Regions from separate parts of the Mus musculus genome. Here all the other regions are linked to region 1. A link is a contact called in public HiChIP or PLAC-seq data. All regions are on one chromosome and are shown on one strand. Each heading gives the region's core, a stretch centred on a gene start, on an enhancer-like site or on the middle of the called end of the contact. The rest is flanking DNA. Distances are from core to core; before and after follow the strand shown.

What was found. HiChIP or PLAC-seq counts read pairs in DNA pulled down with a chosen protein or histone mark.
Region 2: an HNF4G HiChIP or PLAC-seq map of pancreatic cancer cells shows a contact between it and region 1. The contact joins two enhancer-like sites. A contact is called at or near these places in 9 of 39 promoter capture datasets (the C10 cell line, the HPC-7 cell line, cranial neural crest and 6 more), 1 of 484 Hi-C or Micro-C datasets (embryonic stem cells), 8 of 115 datasets of contacts at active chromatin or transcription factors (effector CD8 T cells, embryonic stem cells, large pre-B cells and 3 more) and 4 of 9 other capture datasets (adipose tissue, embryonic stem cells, liver and 1 more).
Region 3: an HNF4G HiChIP or PLAC-seq map of pancreatic cancer cells shows a contact between it and region 1. The contact joins two enhancer-like sites. A contact is called at or near these places in 3 of 39 promoter capture datasets (cranial neural crest, embryonic stem cells and hippocampal neurons), 3 of 484 Hi-C or Micro-C datasets (cerebellar granule neurons, embryonic stem cells and nephron progenitors), 4 of 115 datasets of contacts at active chromatin or transcription factors (embryonic stem cells, neural stem cells and pancreatic cancer cells) and 1 of 9 other capture datasets (embryonic stem cells).

The regions. Positions count from the first base shown.
Region 1 is chr3:88,208,732-88,212,651 of GRCm38.p6, reverse strand. Gm3764 (predicted gene 3764) reads right to left here. Exons shown (of 10, transcript NR_168089.1): 2 at 2,936-3,017. Among named protein-coding and RNA genes, the nearest start is that of Gm3764, 4.0 kb to the right of the region's middle. Within about 2 kb of position 2,276, at least 21 of the 459 cell types and tissues checked have an H3K27ac peak or open chromatin away from gene starts, as enhancers often do. A contact at or near this core is called in pancreatic cancer cells, where this site is marked.
Region 2 is chr3:88,096,185-88,100,104 of GRCm38.p6, reverse strand. Iqgap3 (IQ motif containing GTPase activating protein 3) reads right to left here. Exons shown (of 38, transcript NM_001033484.1): 13 at 3,046-3,203; 14 at 1,666-1,787; 15 at 1,085-1,248. Among named protein-coding and RNA genes, the nearest start is that of Iqgap3, 16 kb to the right of the region's middle. Within about 2 kb of position 2,159, at least 34 of the 459 cell types and tissues checked have an H3K27ac peak or open chromatin away from gene starts, as enhancers often do. A contact at or near this core is called in pancreatic cancer cells, where this site is marked.
Region 3 is chr3:88,126,109-88,130,028 of GRCm38.p6, reverse strand. No RefSeq gene overlaps it. Among named protein-coding and RNA genes, the nearest start is that of Mef2d, 14 kb to the left of the region's middle. Within about 2 kb of position 1,723, at least 19 of the 459 cell types and tissues checked have an H3K27ac peak or open chromatin away from gene starts, as enhancers often do. A contact at or near this core is called in pancreatic cancer cells, where this site is marked.

The DNA of each region.
Region 1 (3,920 bases), core at 1,027-3,526:
GCCTTGAACTTATTTTAGCACAGACCAGCTTTGAAATTTTGATCTTCTTGCCTCCAGCCTCCCAAGTGCTGAGATTACAAGCCTGTATGCACCACCAAAACCAGCTGGGGGAGAGGTGTTCTAGAAGCTTTGGCAGCTTGGATGATTTGCCAGAACTAAGCCATGTCCAATGGTGGGGCAGAGAAAAGGGCACACCCTAAACTGTCTCCTTCACTCCCCTACAGCTCAGAATGGTGTGCCCAGAGGGCTTGGGAGCTCCTGGAGCTCCAGTACACCTGCAGAAAAAGGGGTTTCTTCCCCCCAAATGTTCTCTAGGCAACTTTCCCTCTGGGCATGGTGCTAAATACAATTCCTAGATCAACCCTGGTAAAGCCCTTGACTACATTTCTCCACCATGCCTACAAGCCTGTGACCCGTTCTCTGCATGCTCCCTCATGCCCTTCATGCCACCTTGTGCCCTTTCAAGGATGCCTGACATACATGTGACATGCACACTAAACTCCTCCCCACATGCTGACCTAGCTTCCTAAGAGCATTGGTTTGCTCTTCCCACAAAACTGCTTTCAAACCCCTGAAGTACCTTTGTCCTCTCCTCCCTTCCCAACACCAAAAAGTTTGGAGGTCAGAGCCAGCCTTGGAAAAGAGAGCCCTAGCTGCTAGTAAGATGTTTCCCTTCCGTCTCACCAAGTTTTACCATTCCCAGCCCTCTACAGGAACCCCCTGCCCTGGAGTCCTGCAAGCCTTGAGGTAGGAGGCAGCTGAGCCAGTCAAACTTTTCCTCTCAGGCACTGCTGTATTTTTGTTGGGAAGGAGAGAATACACAAAGATTTCCTTGTCCGATGTACACTCCCACCCCATATTCCTAATGGCCAAATTCAGGCTCAACTGGACTTTCTCAAAAATTAACCTTAAGGAAGAAATGAACACACTTTGCTGGGTGCTAAAAAATTGTTCCCCACACAGCAGATACAGAATAAAGTCCTGCCACCTTTTATATTGAATTTGAGCTTTTTAGGGGCAGTTCAGTTTAACAGCATCCAAATCAAGAAGATAACCCACAAAAGAACAGCCCACTGCATGTTAGAATGCCCTCCTCTGTCCAGTTGCCAGGGAAGCAAATTTTGTCTGGGTTCACAGGACAAGCTGGCACCCCCATTGATCCTTTAGGGGTGCAGGTGAATGACACCTTTGCCCCAGTGTAAATGGGACCTCACTATGCACAGAGAGAAGCAGAGGACCTTCTGCTCCTTTTAACTGGAATCAGTGTGAGTATAAATTACGTTCTTCCAGTTTAAAATAAGAAACTCCTTCAAAAGTAGTCCTCAAAGACAAGTTTTTTTTTTTCCTTTTTTCTTTCTGACGTATTGTATTCTTCCTTCACAAACCAAAACAGTAGGGAAGGTTTATGCAGAATCTTTGAGAAATGTATTTGTGTCAGAGGAGACAACAGAGAACAGCAATGGATGCAGCAAGTCTGCAGGACTCAGGGCTGGGCACAAGCGCCCAGAGGGCTGGATTGGCTCACCAGCCTCAGTCTCCTAAGGAGCAGAGCCCTTTCTGTCTCCTCCAGCACAAAGCAGTCTACTCTCTGGTGGCCTGTGGCTCTCACTGTGACTACTTCTTGGGAGGACATTTCAACTCTTTGTGCTAATAGGGGTCTGTGGGTGTTCCAGGAGCCTTCATCCTTTGGGGGTTCCTGGGATCAAACCCAGGGCTCAATACATACTAGGCAAACACCTAAGCCTTGAGGCACAGCTACAACCAAAGCCAATGTCCCCTCTCAATACAGCTGCCCACCTATTGTCTCTGAGTCTGAAGGGCCTACAGAGACAGAAGCACAGGCTCAGTTATGCTGTCTGGACTGGACCTTTTGAGACTCTATGTAAACTTTGGCAGTAAAGCACTTTCCTGAAATAGTAAAGTAGTGCATAAGGGATTAATGCTTAGAAAGTATAATAAAAACATAGTTTTCCCTTGTTTGCAAGGTGGATTTGCCTTAAAGATACACTCAGAGCTTTATCTGGGGGTGTGCTTATCTCTGCAACAGAATTACTGTGCTACTAATTACTGTGGCTACTATTAAACAGTATTCTGTCACTGAATGCCTGCAATGTGTATAGCATTGGGACAAATAAAAGTAACAGCAGTTAGCAATGCACTGATGAGGTTAGGATGCCTGGAGACTCCATTTAGAGGAGGTGGCCCCTGAGACACACCCTTCCTGGAAGTGGGAGCATTTTCAGCCTTCCCAGCTCCTCCTGGTCTGCTCCCCATGGACTCACATGCCTATTGCCCCAGTCCTACATTGTAGGGAAATGAGACATGGTGACTAAGATGGCCAGGGGTCAGCTTAGTCATCCATGTTTCCCATAAGCTCTTCTCTGGTCAAAAGCGCGAGTGTGTAAAGCACACCCATACTCAATCACAGGCATGCACTCTCACACCCATAAACTCAGACACATTCAGTGGTAAATTCATGGACAAGGCAAGTAGCATTATCTCCCAATGCTAAAGGTGCTCATGTACCCACTCAGCGACTTAAAGACCCAGCTCCCCCCACCCCATCCATCCCAATCTATACTGCTCTCCTGGCTCACCTGACACCCCCTTAGCTATCTCTGTCCCTTTCTCAAACCTTTCTCAACCACTTCCCCAGAGTCAAAGACCCCCATCTCGTCCCCAGGGAGCTGTGGAAGAAGAGGGAGGGCGCTTTCCTCTCTGCACCGAACCAGACACAGGGTGGCCTTTTGTCCCCAGGCTATGTTGTTTGCATTGCTTCTTAGCTTTGACAATGCAGTTCTTACTACAAAATGGACCAAAATCAAAGCCTAGAAGAGACAGCGAGTGGGGTGGAGAGCTGGGGTGGAACAGGACTAGCTTCCCTTTTCCCCTCCCCCACCCACACCACCATCAAAGCAAGGAAGGAAATAAATACCCCAAAGCCAGAGATGCCGGCCACCTACGATGACATCCGGACAAACGGAACACGGAGGCTGCTTCTGGATGGATGGCTGCTTCTGTGGAGGGAAGGATACAGAGGTTAGGGCTTGGTCCTCTTCCCTCCATCAGCAGTCTCTCTCCAGAATTCTCCCATTGCTCCCCAGTTTGATCCTCAGGGCTCAAGCCTGCCCAGCTAGCTCAACAAAAGACTGGTCAGATACCCTGCCAGGTCTCTCAATTAGTTCTGGATGGTGACTCTGGTCTCACTGCCTTGACCTCACCACCACGCCTCCACACCTCCACCCAATCCTCAAGGCCCAGTGCCTGAGGTGAACCCACCTGGAGGACTCTCTCACAGCAAGCTAAAGCCAACTACCCTCTCCTCACAGATTTCTTGGGCTATCACAGTGCATGCATAGGTGGAATGGAGAACCTGGGCCAGGGCTATCTTTCTGTCTGCCCTATAAACTGTTAAGTGCTGTGTGCATCAAAGATATTCTCAATTGTAGCTAGGCCTGGTGGGACACACCTGTAATGCCGGCATTCCATAAACTGAGGCAAGAGGATCAAAAAAGTTCAATACCTCACCTTAAAAATCAATAATGATGGATACTATGATCTCTGCAATCGCATTTCCTCCCTTCCTTCCCCTGCCCACTCCTGTCTTTAAATCCTTGCATCTTTCAGGATCCAAAAAGACATGCCGTGGGTATCAGTGCTCTTCTCTTCATGTACACAAAAGGCGTGAATACAAAGCACTGCCTATTATTTAATGTTCGGTGAGGGTTCCACACACATTTCACAGTGTTTTTCTAATTTTTTATATTCAGATTAAATTTAGGGTTTGGGGAACAACATAGGTAACTCCTAAAAACACTCTAATGAAATTCCACGTTGATTATTTTATTATTTAAGTCAGGGAGAAATTAAATGCAGAAGAATTTGGGGGCAGGGGGAGCTGAGGAGTAGAAATGGGCCTT
Region 2 (3,920 bases), core at 910-3,409, 110 kb after region 1:
CCAGAAACAGACAGAAAAATGTTGTAAAATTAACATTTTATAACATTTTATTGAGCACCAATTATGTGTCAGGTGACTGCTTGTCTTATCTTTTTCTTTCCTTTTTATTATTATTATTATTTATTTTATGTATATAAGTATACTATAGCTGTCTTCAGACACACCAGAAGAGGGCTTCAGATCTCATTACAGATGGTTGTGAGCCACCATCTGGGTGCTGGGATTTGAACTCAGGACCTCTGAAAGAGCAGTAAATGCTCTTAACCGCTGAGCCATCTCTCCAGCCCTGTCTTATCTTTCTAATAGTCAGTAGCCCAAGCCAACCTCAGCCTCTCTGCTGGTGTGAGCTATGGGGTACTATTCCTAAGACTTTTCTTATGAACTAAAAAGGAAAAAAAAAAAAAAAAGAAAAAAGACTTTATTTTTAATTAGGTATCTATGGATGATGTATCAGTGTGGAGGTAAGTACATGTGCGTTTTAGTGCCCTGAAGAGCATATGAGATCCCTGTATCTAGAATTATAGGTGGTTGTAAGCTGCCTGATGCGGCTCAAGTTCAAGCAGTCCTAACCACTGAGTCACCTCCCTAGCCTCACGCATGAATCAATACTTGAGGTGCATCAAGCAATACTTGGCATGGAATGAAAACTCAGTAAGTGCAGGGTGAGCCTGCAGGCTGCAGCTCAATCACAGGGCTTGGCCTCATTCTGCGGCCACACAGCTCAGGGGTGTGTCAGTTCAAATCCCTGTCCCATCCTCAGCTCACCGGATATGCACAAGGTGCAAGGGCAGAGCATGTAGTGTTTTCCATACCCCAGGGGTACTGAGGGGCTACTACTAGGTGATCACTGGGGACCAGAACAGTGAATCCAGTTACCTGCTTCTCAGGCCTGCTCTTTCCCCACAACTGTCCTGGAATGAAGTCCACTTTCCCATAACAGGCCAAATCCTGCTTGTGCCTCACCCAGGGAAGGGTCTGCACCCACTGGCCTGGAACAGTTTCAGAGTTCATGCCAGGCACAGCTCTGCTCAAGGCTGGTCCTCCTGCTTTAGTGTCTAACCCAGCCATCTCTCCCTAACCTTACCCGTGCTTTCTGCCTCTTAGCAGCCACAAGGAGGAGATGGTACCGAGGTGCAACATGAAGGCTGACATCTTCCAGGCCAGCTGCAGGAAGCAGCAGGGCAGACAGAGTCTTTTCAGGACAGCCCTGGTCCAGAGCCTCATTGATGAGGCTGATGGCGAGGACCTCTGAGGAAGAGATCCAGATGAACAGCAGCTCCAAACACAAAACTAGGGGAAGAACTGGGCTGTCTGAGGGGGGCTGTCTGAAGGGAGATGTCTGAGTTGGGGCGGTCTGAGGAGGGGCTGTCTGGGGGGGCTGTCTGGGGGGGAGTGTCTGAGGGGGTTATCTGAGGGGGAGATGTCTGAGGGGGGTTGTCTGAGGGGAGCTGTCTGAGGGGGGATATCGGAGGGGAGTTGTCTGAGGGGAAGATGTCTGAGTGAGACTATCTGAAGGGGGGTTGTCTGAGGGAGCTGTCTGAGGGGGGTATATGAAGGGGGCTGTCTGAGGGGGGCTGTCTAAGGGGAAGTGTCTGAGGTGGGGTATCTGAGGGGGGCTATCTGAGGGGAGTTGTCCGAGGGGGAGCTGTCTGAGGGGGTACTCACGATCAGTTTCTTCCTGGACCTGTTCATTGACCTGGCTCACAGCAGCCTGCAGGTCATTCCAGCTCAGGATGCCTCTATGTGTTCCTTGAAACTGCTGAACCTTCACCAGGGCATCAAAGTAACTAGCAACAAAGAAGAGAAGTGAGCCACACAGCCACCAAGTGGAGAAAGCTCTGAGTTGGTTCCTCCCTGGGACACCATAATTTCCAGGGTCTCTTCTCCCTTCACAGACAGTTACAAGCCCCCTTCCTGTGTGGAGCACAGAGCCCTTCAAGCTCCAGACCCCTTTTCCATCCATGTTCTTACCTCAGATCTCACCCACTCTCTAGACTTAGGTTAATGAACCCCAAAAGCATACGTCCATCCCTCACAGGCCCCAGGGCCTCCCAAGGATTTGCACCCAAATGCCAGTGGAGGTCTGAAACACCCCAGCCTGCATCATCTGAACTCCCAATCACCCTGGTCTGCCTCTGCACCTCAGCCTGTCCCTTCTGGATGAACATCTGTTGAGTCATTTCCCTCTCGGTTCCCTCTGCCACCAAGCCCTGTCAGATCTGCTTTCAGAATACATTCACACTTCACCACCTTCTTCCCACTCCTGCTGTTTCCACCGTGGAACTAGCAGCATGCCTAAAGGCATCCCGGCCGCTCTGCCCGGGCCCGGCCCTGTGGTGGAGTCTCAGCACAGCAGCCAGGATGATCTTGGTAAAGCAGGTCAAATGGGCTTCTTTTGTGCCAAACAGCCCACAGCTTCCTTCCTTGTTGGAGGACACAGGCTGGTTCCTGCTAGCCCACTCCTTCCCTGCCTCACTCTGTTTAGCTTCTCACTACTCTGGCTTCTTGGTAGTCTTTGTTTTTATTTTTGCAACGCTGGGAGGTTAAACTCAGAGCCTCAGGCATGCAAAGCAAGCCTTCTACCATTGAGCTGCTTCCAAGCCCTTCCTGATGTTCTATGAGTGCACCTAGGACAGTCCTGTCCTGAAGAGGATCATGGGACTAACTCTGGCTCCTTGTCCTCCACATGACCTAAAAGCCATCTATAACTACATTTTGTGGCTAAAAAACTGTTCCACACCCACTCTGTCCCGTTTTGTTTGGCCCATCCAGTAGCTGTGTCCATCCAGTTATAAGTCCTGCATATGCATATGCTTGGTTTCAGTCACTGTTTTCAACACCTAGAGTGGCACCTGGCAGTGTGTAGGCACTCAAACATTTGCTCTGAAAAAAAATGGAAATGAAGGGGGATGATCTTGTGCTCCCCAACTGGGGAAGAAACCCAGGAGGGGCAACTTCGAGCAGAACTGTCCACCGTCTGCCCGGTGTGAGCATCTTCATGCTATCCCTTCACTTCTGACATGTGGGTCAAACTTTCTCACTCACCGTTGGGCATTTTCTTCTTCTACCTGGGCTAGGCCAGTTGCGGGATTCACTAGATTGTCCCAAAAGGCACAGACATCTCCAGCTTCCAGAGCACGGTTAATCAGAACCACGGCTGACAGCATCTCCACAGCCACAAAGAGCTCCTCCTGGCCCAGCTCCTGTAGAGGAAGAGACGTGAGGGAAGTTGGTGGACTGTTGCCCCTTCCCTGTTCCATTCCCAAGGGCCAGGGGCTTCATTCACTTCTTTTTTATTTATTTATTTTTTAAAAAAGATTTTATTTATTTTATGTATCTGAGTACACTGTAGCTGTCTTCAGACACACCAGATGAGGGTATTGGATTCCCTTACAGATGGTTGTAAGCCACCATGTAGTTGCTGGGAATTGAACTCAGGACCTCTGGAAGAGCAGTCAGTGCTCTTAACCACTGGGCCAACTCTACATCCCTGGCTCCATTCACTTTACACCACCATTCATACTCAACACCTGGACTGTACCTGGGCCACACCTGAACCACTTCCATCTACCCACAGTACTTATGCTCAACACCTGGGCTACACCTGGTGTGCACCTGGGCCATATTCATCCACCCACAGTACTTATGCTCAACACCTGGGCTACACCTGGTCTGCACCTGGGCCACATTCATCCACCCACAGTACTCTTGCTCAACACCTGGGCTACACCTGGTCTGCACCTGGGCCACATTCATCCACCCACAGTACTTATGCTCAACACCTGGGCCACATTCATCCACCCACAGTACTCTTGCTCAACACCAAGGATGCATTCACTCACCAACATTTATACTCTATACCTGGGGATGTTTACTGTGAACATGATCATGAAGACATCACACACAGTATCATCTTACTT
Region 3 (3,920 bases), core at 474-2,973, 82 kb after region 1:
GGGTTCTCTCATGTTCAACAGGCAACAAGTCCTTGTGGGACTGGATGGCTCCTCATGCTTAGAACCCTAGCTCTCCCAAGTGTCATGATTTGAATATACTTGGCCCAGGGAGTGGCACTATTAGAAGGTATGGCTTGTTGGAGTAATGTGTCATTGTGGGTGTGGGCTTTAATACCCTCATCCTAAGCTGCCTGGAAGTGAGTATTCTGCTAGCAGCCTTCAGATGAAGATGTAGAACTCTCAGCTCCTCCTGCACCATGCCTGCCTGGATGCTGCCATGCCCCTGTCCTGATGATAATGGACTGAACCTCTGAACCTGTAAGCCAGCCCCAATTAAATGTTGTCCTTATAAGAGTTGCCTAGGTCATGGTGTCTCTTCTAACTGAGACATCAAGGTTGGGGCAGGAAGACTGCAGAGAGGCCAAAGTTAGTGAGACTCCTGTCTCAGAAAATGAAATGAAACAAAACTCAAAAAGTATCTGTGGGATTCCCATTCAGTACCTCACGTGCCCAGACAAGAGTAAAGGGTACAGGGGAAACCAGCTCAGCTCTCACCAATGCCAAGGAAGAGAGCCGGCACTCCATGCTCACAGTGGCACAGAGTACAGAGAAGATGCTGGAGAAGCACTCAGGCACTTAGAACAAGACCTTACAAGCGCATGGTACAGGTGGGCAGAATGTTTGCTGATCCTTCAGAGGACCGGACTTGCTCAGTTCCCAGGACAACAGGTCACACGTGGTTGTTTGAATGAGAATGTCCCCCACAGACTCATATTTGAATGCTTGGTCTCCAGCTGGTAAAACTGGGAAGGAATAGGAGATGTGGCCTTTCCGGAGGAGGTGTGGCTTTGTTGGAGGAGGTGTGGCCTTGTTGGAGGAGGTGTGTCACTGGAGAAGGGCCTTGAGGTCTCAAAAGCCCACACCAGGGCCAGGCTCTCTCTCTCTCTCTCTCTCTCTCTCTCTCTCTCTCTCACTCTCTCTCTCTCTCTCTCTCTCTCTCTCTCTCTCTCTCCCCCCCCCCCCATATCTTTCCCCTCCCTCTCATCCTGGTGCTTGGGGGTCAAAAATGTAAGTTCTCACTCATCTACTGCCCCAGTCCCTTGCCTTCCTGCCTGCTGCCTGCTGCCTTCCTGCCATGATGGTCATGGGCCCACCCTCTAAATCTGTAAGCCCCAGTAGACTCTGTCTTCTGTAAGTTGCCTTGGTCCTGGTGTCTTTACCACAATAGAAAAATAAGGTATCAGGTGACTCAAAATTGCCTGGGACTCCAGAGTCAAAGGATCCAATGCCTTCTTTCCACCTCTGAGGACAAATACACATGCACACACACAAATTATATATATATAAAATTTTAAATTATATTTTATGTCTATATGTGTATGCTTTCATGTATGTTTTGTATAACACATGCATGCAGGAGTCCACAGAGGTCAGAAGAGGCATCAGCTCTCCTGTTCCTGGAGTTACAGGTTCATTACCATGTGGGAGCTGGGAACCAAACCCAGGTCCTCCGCAAGAGCAACCAGTGCTCTTAACCGATGAGCCATCTCTTTGGGCCCTAAATAATAAGTCTCTAAAAAAAAAAAAAATGAAGAATGCACACACATCCACAAAACCTCCAGTCTGATCCCGTGGGCTCTCAGAGTTGCTCATATGTAGAAATGAGAAGGTTGGGTCAGACCCTTCTGGGATCCAGTCCCAGCACCCTCATTTCTAGTATGAGCTTGGGTGAGTCACTGACTCTCTCTGAGCCACGGTTTCTCTAGTGCTGTGATAAGGAGAGTTATTCATAGAGGGCTGAAAAAACAACAGCAAATAATGTAAACAAAGTGAAATGCCCACCGTTGCCTAGAAACGCCTGTAATACTTTTGCTTGCGCCTCCTGCAGAAGACATGTCACTAAAGTCAGATTCAAGACCTCTTGGTGGAAGGCAAGAGACAGAATATGGAGTCATGTTTGGAGCAAAAGTTCTCAAGGGGGCTTGGAAGCTAGCCTCACCTGCAGGAGCAGATGGGTGCTAATGACCAAGGGTGAGAGCGAAACTCCCAGCTCCTCTTTCTCTGCTTCTGTAAGGCAGATGTTGAGAAAACTCAGAGAAACCAAAAGTTGTAGATATGAGAATGAAATCTGCAGCCCCTTTAGCTCCACGACTTCCTGGCCCAGCCCTGTGCAGTTCCCCACGTGCTATGAGGGAACCTGCCCAGGTGGCCATGTTGACAAGTTCTGCCCTCCTCTTTCCTCCCTCCCCTCTGCTCTCTGCTCCTCCCCTCCCCTTCCCCACCTTCCTCTCTTCTATCTTCTTTCTGTCTATCTCTCTTAGCTTCCCCTCCCTTCTCCCTTTCTCCTAGTTCTCTTGAGATTTTCTTTCTTTTGTGTGTGTGGTGCTGGGAACAGAACCCAGAATCTTGTGTGTGCTAATCAAATGCTTTACCACTGAGCTGTATCTCTCTAGTGGTTTTGTTTGCTTGTTTGCTTGACAGTTTTTTGAGACAGGGTTTCTCTGTGTAGCCATGGCTATCTTAGAACTTGCTTGTAGACCAGGCTGGCCTCGAACTCAGAGATCCAGACTCACCTGCCTCTGCCCCCCGAGTGCTGAGATTAAAGGCGTGCGCCACCTCGATCTCACGTTCTTCTTTTTTTTTTTTATAATTTTTTAAGATTTATTTATTATTATATCTAAGTACACTGTAGCTGTCTTCAGATGCACCAGAAGAGGGCGTCAGATTTCATTACAGATGGTTGTGAGCCACCATGTGGTTGCTGGGATTTGAACTCAGGACCTTCAGATGAGCAGTCAGTGCTCTTAACCACTGAGCCATCTCTCCAGCCCCCTTGTTTTGCTTTCCTTTAATTAAATTTTCTCTTTAAAATAATTAGCCAGGTGGTGGTGGCGCACACCTTTGGTTCTAGCACTCAGGAGACAGAGTTAGGCGGATCTCTGAGTTCAAGGCCAGCCTGGTCTACAGAGCAAGTTCCAAGACATCCAGGGCTACACAGAGAAGAAACCCTGTCTCGGAAGACCAAGGAGAAAAACCATTTATTTAGTGCTGGTCATAGTGGCACATGTCCTTAATTCCAGTACCCAGGAGGTAGAGGCAGGTGGGATTCTGTGAATTTGAGGCCAGCTTGTTCGTATAATGAGTTCCAGAACAACTCGAGTGAGTTTTAGGACTACACAGAGAAACCCTGTCTTGAAAAAAAAGATGATTTTTTTCTTAATTAAAAAAAAAATAAAAGTAGGGCTGGAGAGATGGCTCAGAGGTTAAGAGCACCGACTGCTCTCCCAGAGGTCCTGAGTTCAATTCCCAGCAACCACATGGTGGCTCACAACCATCTGTAATGGGATTTGATGCCCTCTTCTGGTGTGTCTGAAGATAGCTACAGTGTACTTATATACATAAAATAAATAAATGCTTAAAAAAAAATAAAAGAATTTGCTGCTGCAAATGCCTTTACGCCTTGGTCATCACAGACCAAGAGTCACTTGGAGCTCCCTGCCCTGGCTGCCAGCGAAGGGCCCTGATGAATCCCACACTTCTAGTGGTAGGAAAGTCTTGAAAAGCAAACATTGTAATAAGTTATTTTCCTCTGTGTTGGCAGTGCTGGGAAGGCGGAGGTAAGAGAGTCAGGAGGTCAAGGTTACCCTCAGAGACGCGGGGAGGTCAAGGCCCAGCCCGGGATGAATAAGTCAGACCTTGTCTCAGAAATAAAAATAAGCTGGGCAGTGCTGATGCGCATCTTTAATCTCATCTACAGAGTGAGTTCCAGGACAGTCAGGACTACACAGAAAAACCCTGTCTCAAAAATAAAAAATAAAAATTATAAAAAGGTTTAATATTTCTGGGGCCAGCATTTTTGAGAAATGCTGCATGACACACCTGAATTTAACAAGGCATTTAAGTAGGTTTGCTTGTGATAG